Linked DNA regions of Sus scrofa: region 1 is linked to region 2. A link is a contact called in public Hi-C data. All regions are on one chromosome and are shown on one strand. The core of a region is the stretch at or near the end of the contact, and the rest is flanking DNA. Distances in the headings are between cores, read along the strand shown.

Region 1 (3,537 bases), core at 666-3,165, 53 kb after region 2:
GTGAGTTCCGATAAACAACTGCTGAACAAATCCTGCTTTCAAGCTACAAGCTGAAAACATAACAAAGCAGCTACCTAAATTCACAAAGAAATCCCCCTTCCTGAAAGCCCAGCTACAGGAATTCAGAGATTCTTAATTATCATGGCCATTTGAGGACAAGATTTGAAATCTAAATCCACGACAAGGAAAAAAAAAAAAAAAGAAAAGACTTAAGAGACCCAAATTCAGAACAATGGATCAGGATGCCACTGTTTGCTTTTTTTAAATCAGTGAAATATTAAAACACATGACAAACCAACGCCAACCTCACAAAGTTTCCTCATTTCCTGGGATTCAACCACCACTGCTGGCATCATGTTATGGTAACCCCTTAAGTAGTTTACCTATCAGGTGCAAGGTAAAGGCAGTGACTGAGGAACTTCTTAAACAACACTGTGCCCAGTCTTGTCTGAGCTTCCAACACTGACCTTATTCTCCTCTTAACGTTGGCCCTCCCCGGCCACTCAATCCATCACAAACCCTCTGTAACAGTTGTGGCTCTAAACTGCGCAGAACTTGACTACAAATCGGCCACAACTCTAGATCTGATTTCTCCAATTTACTATTTGTTTAAATTCAAGTCCCAAGCCCCCTTGGCTCTTCGTCCCCGACCTCTCGGTTCTAGATCTCTCAGCCGACGTCAAGATCACCTTTCATTGTTTCTGTGGGACTCCGCATCCCTCCCTCCGCCCAGCAATGTTTTCATCGCACAAATGTCATTTCTAGCGTTCAACCCTCCATTCCGCCCGGCGGGCAGCAGAGGGGATTCCTGATTCGGTCCCCTTCGCACAGCCATTTTCTAGTTAAAACGCTCCCTGCCTCTGAAGGGGAAATGAACTTTTCCCCCTTGATCTTGCAGCGGCTAAGCTCTGAACCCCTAGAAAAGCCAGCCGGGTCTTCAACTCCCCCGCAGGAGCGCACTGCCGCCCGGGGAGGAAGAGCCCAGCCGCACAGCGGAGGCCAGTGCCAGGGCAAGGGGGTGTGCGCTCTTCCCCGCCGGCGCCCACCCTCACTTTTCCCTTCCGCAGCCCCCACCCCGGCGCAGCCCCTCCAATCCTGTCTCCCCGCCCAGGCCCTGCCAAGCCCCCGGCTGCGGAGGGAAAGGGGGCGCCGAGAAGCGGGAGTGATGGAGTCAAGGAGTGAGCCCGCAGTCACCGTGCCACCCGGCCCTGCGGCGCGGGCGCAGGGCGCACGGGACTCCGCAGCGGACGCCCGCTGCAGATGCGTGGCAGCTGCTGCAGCTGTGGCTGCGGCTGAGCGGGCAGACGGCAGCAGCCGCGCAGACCTCGGGGGCCGGGAGGAGAGGAGCAGCCGCCCGGGCTACTTGCCGCACGCCGCTGCCGCTGCCCAGGTCTCCCGCCAGCACTCCCGGGCCGCCCAGGAGTCCAGAGCAAAAGCAAGGAAGAAAGCGGGGCTCACCGGTGGTGCGCGCGGCGCTCTCCTCGGCTCCGGCACCCGGCAGCTCTGCTCCAGTCTCGCCCTGCCCGGAGCGCCACGATCAGCTGCGGGTGCAGCGCACGAGCTTCCTACTTGAGACCAAGACGGGCTCCGGCAACTGAGCATGCCCAGTGCCGCTCCGCGAGTCCCGCTCAGGGAGCTGCGCCGGCGAGATTCCACTTCTCCAGGCTTTGGCGGCGGCTGCGCGGAGAGGCTGGAGGGGCCGGACCCGCCGGGGGCCGATCCCGAGAAAGGCGGGGCCGGGGGCGGGGGCCGGGAAGGAGGGGGCGGGCCGCGCGCCTAGTGCGACCCCTGCAGGCAGAAGCTTCCGGGCATCGCGAACGCCTGGTCCCCTGACCATCTGAGAAGATGGCAGAGAAGCAGTGCAGGCCAGAGACCCAATGCGACGCAGCCTGGTATCCCCTCCATATGGCTCGGCGTCTGTCTGCAGCAAAAGGAAGTTGGGTAACATTATCCCTGTCTAGTCTTTTCTCCCACATGCCTGCATTCCCTTATCTGAGGAAAATGTCCTCAGATGAGAGCTGCCCACGCCCATCCAGCTGCAACATGTAGGCGAGACCTTCCTTCTGCCTCCTTATCTAGAACCCCAGGCATATGCCCCCCACACACACACACCATTCCTTGATGTGAAAATCACAGCAGCATCACCTCAAGGAAGAAACATACCTGCAGGAGGGGAAAGCATAATTTCTTCTTCACTTCCAGGAATATTAAATATAGTTCGAATTTAGAGAAGCAAGGTTCTAATAATGGATACTCAGTAAATAGTCATCAGTGCCTGCCCCAGGCACTGTGAATAGCATCCCCAAAGCATCATTAGGGTTGCTCTTCATCAATGCAGTGGATATCAAACTTGACCCTGCATCCCAATCGCCTGGAGGATTTATGGAATCACAGACTGCTGGACAGTCTCTGAATGGGTAGGTCTGTGGTACTGCCGAAGCATCTGTACATCTAACAACTTCCCAGATGATGCTGGTGCTGCTGGTCTGAGGGCCATACTTTGAGACCTCTTGCTCTACTACACAAACACACAGCCTCACCTACTATCTTTTTCAGATGGATTTTGCTAAAAGTAATTTAATAGTAGCTATTAAATAATGGCTCCTCCTAACTCACCCTCTTCCCCAAACCTCCGGAGTGCAGTCCTTCTGCAAACAGCAAACTCACACCCGGAAAGTCCCTATTCTTCGCAAGAGGACTCTATGCGGTTGGGGATGGCATTATTTTCTCCTTTGGCATCATGAATCTATTGAGTACCCACAAGATCTTATAGTTAGCCTGGGGACGGCAGTGAATAAAAAAGCCCAGACCCCAGCTTTCATAGAGCTTAGTGCACAGCGAGGTGGACAGGCACCCATTAAAGAATCCCCCCGAAATGTCCCTTCAAACATGAGGAGCGCCAGGGGGGAAATCTACCAGGTGTGTGCAGAAGGGTGTATAATGGGACCCTGAGCGCAGACTAGAGTGGGGTCGGAAGGAATGAGTGGTGGGAGAAAGATGCCTTGTGGAGGAGGGGTTTCTGACGTTTGCACCAAACTTCTCCCATGAACAGTTTCTCTGAGACCAACCTAGAGGCCAACAATAACGTCACTCCTTTCCAACAGAAAAACAATACTGCCACTGAGGAATCCCTACAAATCCATGAAAGTGCTCAGCCTTGGTGCTGTATCGCTGCACTCCAAGATCTATCTATGCAGCCCGTGGACGGGACATTCGGGGGCCGCAGTTTAACCCACTTTGGGAAAACTCAGGCTCTGAACTGGAAAGCCTTCAAGTTCAAGCCTATGCCCTTCAGGCCTAGAGAGGAAAGGAAATTAGCCCAAGTCCGCCCCCGCCCCTCAGCAGCAGAGACCGGCCCTGGTACCAGCCTTGAAGGCAGGTCCCCTTTTCGCAGGTACTCTATTCTCTCGGACCCCACAGCTTCCCATGGTTCCCCAGGAGTCTGGCCCTGCCACCCGTTCAGTCCGGGGTCCCGGGGCTGTACACCGCGCCCGCCCTACGGGATCCATCTCTTCCCGACCCGGAGGAAAACCCGCG
Region 2 (3,884 bases), core at 947-3,446:
AGAGCCTGGCTCTACCCCATCCTGGCTGTGTAACCTCACACATGCCATGCAGAAGGCACGTAACTCATAAGGCTGCCGTGAAAACTGAATGAATGAACATATGTAAAAGCACTACAGATGAGCTATTACTACACCCAATTCTCATTAACGAGACAGAGGTGACAAGCGTACACTGTACACTCTCTTCTCAGAAAAGGACTGCTATATCCCTAAGAAGCCAGGCCCCAAACTAAAGGTCTTTAAATTGCATCGTGGTTTAGACACACTAGAAAGTCACTCTGGTTTGTCTGAAACAGTGGCTGTAAGCCAGGCCAGCATCAGGAGCACCGAGGAAGCTTTTCCAAAAGGCACGTGTCTGGGCAGCAGGTCTGGTTGAGAGCCCAGAAGACGTACTTTGACAAAGCAATGTCACTCTCATGCCCCACTGGAGATGACATGCATTGGCTGAAGGCAAGTCCCAACTCTACAGGACCAGCCTTTCTGGCAGGGCGGGGAGAGTTCAGGGTGCCACAAGGGTACCACTGCCCGCAAAAATGCCTCTCCAACCAGAAGTTCCTTCACAAGCGCTTTCCACCGCACAACCCAGAGACATGGTTTACACTAGAAAAGGAACTTTGTCTGAGCATCTACCGTGTACGAGGCCCTTTATACATGTCCCGCTCCTCAAGATCGTCCCACCGCCCAGCTCCCACACAAAGCAGGAACCTGAGGAGCAGAGAGGTTCCGGAGCAGAGCTGAGAAGGTTCTGCAGTAGAGAGGGCAGGTCTGCCCACTGTACCACACAGTCTCCTGGCCTGACACTTGTGCCGGGGAGCCCTGGCCAAGGCTCTGCATCAAGGACAGTGAACCTGGACTAAGGAGGAACTCCAGACGCACAGCCTACCCCCAGGTCTTCGCAGGTGGTATTAAACCAAGACTGAGCTGGAGTTTAAAGAGGCAGAAAGAAGCTCTCCACTCACCCTCACCTCCTCCTCCTCCAGGAGAGGATTTTAGGGCAAATCTCAAACCCATCAAGCCTTGATGAGACATCCATACAATAGAAATGTGTTAGCCTTAAATTTCTCCCTCTCCCTCTCTCTTTTTTCTAGGCAAAAGGAATAAATGAATTAATGGAAATAGATAAAAAATGGAGAAAATAAGCTGATCTACCTCAAAAAAAAAACTACTATAGTTGCAATACCACTCTAAAACTACTATACAATGACACTCAAGTAAGATCACAACAACCACAGTAATATTAGCTAATATTTATTAAACTTAATTGGTAGCAAGAACCCATCACCTCCTGACAATTCCTATAAATTTCCATTTTTCAGATGAAGAAAACTGAGGTAGAAAAAAGGGGAAATAACTTGTCCAAAGACCCACAGTCTGTGAATGGCAATTCAAACCCACGATAAAAATCTAGCCTTCTCAACTCTTTTTGTTTCGTTTTGTTTTGTTTTTGTCTTTTTCTAGGGCTGCACCCATGGCATATGGAGTTTCCCAGGCTAGGGGTCTAATCGGAGCCGTAGCCTCCGGCCTAAGCCACAGCCACAGCAACACAGGATCCGAGCTGCGTCTGCGACCTACACCACAGCTCACGGCAACGCCAGATCCTTGACAGAGTGAGCGAGGCCAGGGATCGAACCAGCAACCTCATGGTTCCTAGTCAGATTCATTAATCCCTGAGCCATGACAGGAACTCCTGCCTTCTCAACTCTTTAAGTCTAGTCTGTTATTTTCTTTATTTTCTCTATAAAATTGCTATGGACTCTGTCAAGTCTCATATTTACTTTTCTTGTTATTAGGAAATTTCCATGCGCTATCAAGCGCCTCAAAGCTGCAGAAAAAGCGAAGGGATGTGGATAATCTATAAACTGGAATCTCATTCCTAGAATAAAGACGAGAAGCTTGTAAACCTATTTTCAGCCTAATGAACAGAAAATAAATAGAAGCATCCAAAGAAAATGAAGGCAATCAAGAAATAACATTAAGGAGGGAAGCAAAAGGCTTAAGGGCAAAAAAAATTCACAGGATGCTGCTATGTGGGTGCTGGAGAAACAATGCTGCTTACTGGGAAACATCAAGGATGAAAAACAAGGATGGAGAGATGATTCAGACGCAGCATGTGAGGGCTGCCAGGGGCTGGCGGCCTGGATGGGAGGACAAGGGTCTGAGATCAGCAAGGAAGTGACGGGAGCTCTGCTGCTTAAGCGATTAGTCAGAAGGCTGAAGGAAGCGCACCAGGCTCCCTCCCGTCTCCCGCCCTCCAGGGCCAGGCCATTACCAGACTCTCCTTCCCAACAGAGGCAATGGTTTTTCTTAAATACTAGACAGACCGGAAAGATGGGGAGAATCTCTCCCTCCGCACTGCACCCCAGGCATCGGGGAGGACGTCAGAGGAGACGTCAGGAAGCTGAGCACGTGCACAGAAAAAACCAGCAGCCAGGGGACCAGATTCTCCTCAGCCCCGCCAGGGTCACCTCACCAAATCCCTCAGCATCTCGGCCATCAGCATCCAAGTGCCAGGCGGACGGGATGACCTCTCGGAGGCAAGTCCCCGTCACTAGCTGCCTTCCGGGGTTACCCTGTTCTCCCACTCACCCCCCATGGGCGGCGGCGAGCGCTCCAGTGTGCTTCCAACCCCGAGAGAGGGACAGAACCAGGAAGACACGGAATGTCCTTAAGCCTCGACAGCCTCTTAGAACTAGAAATCCCAGATATAAGCAAAACGACTGGGGCCAGCAAAAATGACCTCTGCCACTTACTGAGCTGTTACCATGTGCCAGGCACTGTTCAAAGCACACCACCTACACTGGCTCACTGAATCCTCACAACAACCCTGTTAGGAAGGTAGGTGAAGTCCCTGGTCCAGGGGACACAACTTGTGGTGAAGCTGGCTCTAGAAGCTGAGCTCCAGAGCCTGAGCTCCGCTTAGTCACTACACATGTAGCACTTAAATGTCCCACCTAATGACAGGGCACTGCTTTGCTCTCTGTCTGAAATTCTATCAACTTACAATAACAATGCACATCACAGAATGCCACCAGCTTCCCTGGAGAAAAGGAGATGACACGTGTGGAGAAAGGATCTGGCAAACACACAGCTGGAGTGAAACCATGCCCTGTACAGACATGGCACCTGGATGCCAGACCCTTTCTTCCCGAGTGTGGGCCCCAAGTCTCTCTCCAAAGAGCAGCTTTCCAGGGACTAGAGGCAACAGGGACCCACCCAGTGAACTCACTCAGGGGAGTCTGTGAGGCCCAGAGTGCTGAATGGAGGACTCAAGTCATACAGGTCCTTGCCAAATGGGCCAGGGCTAGAACCTGAGCCCCCCAAATGCCAGTTTCACATCCTTCAGTCCTTTACAAACGAGATTCATGTTTTATCTCTTACTTTATTTCACACCTTTTAATATGGAAACTTTCAAACACATAACAAAGCAGAAAAAAATGAATGAATCCCCATACACCCAGGACCCAGCTTCAACAACTACCAACTCACCCAATCTAGTTTGCTCTCCATACCCACCTACTTCCCCTCCACCACCTCCGCCAACTCCAGGGTGTTTGGAGGTAAACTCCAGGCATCACCTCCTTCCATCCACAGATATTTCAGTACATTGTCTCTTATCATTAATGATACTCTAAAGCATAAGCTCACTGACATTATCATTTCTATAAAAACTAATCATCATTTTTGTTTTCTTTTTCGGCCGCCCCATAGCATATGGAGTTCCCAGGGCAGGGATCAGATCTGAGACGGAGTTGTGACTTACGCCGCAGCTGTGCCACAGGACCCTTGAGCCCACTGTGCTGGACTGGGGATCAAACCTCTGTCCTGGTGCTGCAGGGACGCCTCCGATCCCGCGGTGCCACAGCAACACTCCCATAATTTCTTAG

Evidence for each region. Hi-C and Micro-C count contacts between places; a contact is called where the count stands out from the background.
Region 1: a Hi-C map of skeletal muscle shows a contact between it and region 2, with 4 times the contacts expected there. The contact joins the promoter of APBB2 here to the enhancer-like site in region 2. A contact is called at or near these places in 1 of 5 promoter capture datasets (fetal liver), 4 of 47 Hi-C or Micro-C datasets (embryonic fibroblasts, heart right ventricle, skeletal muscle and 1 more) and 1 of 2 datasets of contacts at active chromatin or transcription factors (skeletal muscle).

The regions. Positions count from the first base shown.
Region 1 is chr8:32,300,322-32,303,858 of Sscrofa11.1, forward strand. It overlaps APBB2 (amyloid beta A4 precursor protein-binding family B member 2), which reads right to left and starts at 1,916. Exons shown (of 18, transcript XM_021101154.1): 1 at 1,459-1,916.
Region 2 is chr8:32,247,260-32,251,143 of Sscrofa11.1, forward strand. The region is part of intron 1 of APBB2 (amyloid beta A4 precursor protein-binding family B member 2); the gene reads right to left. Among named protein-coding and RNA genes, the nearest start is that of APBB2, 53 kb to the right of the region's middle. Within about 2 kb of position 2,197, at least 28 of the 83 cell types and tissues checked have an H3K27ac peak or open chromatin away from gene starts, as enhancers often do. A contact at or near this core is called in embryonic fibroblasts, fetal liver and skeletal muscle, where this site is marked.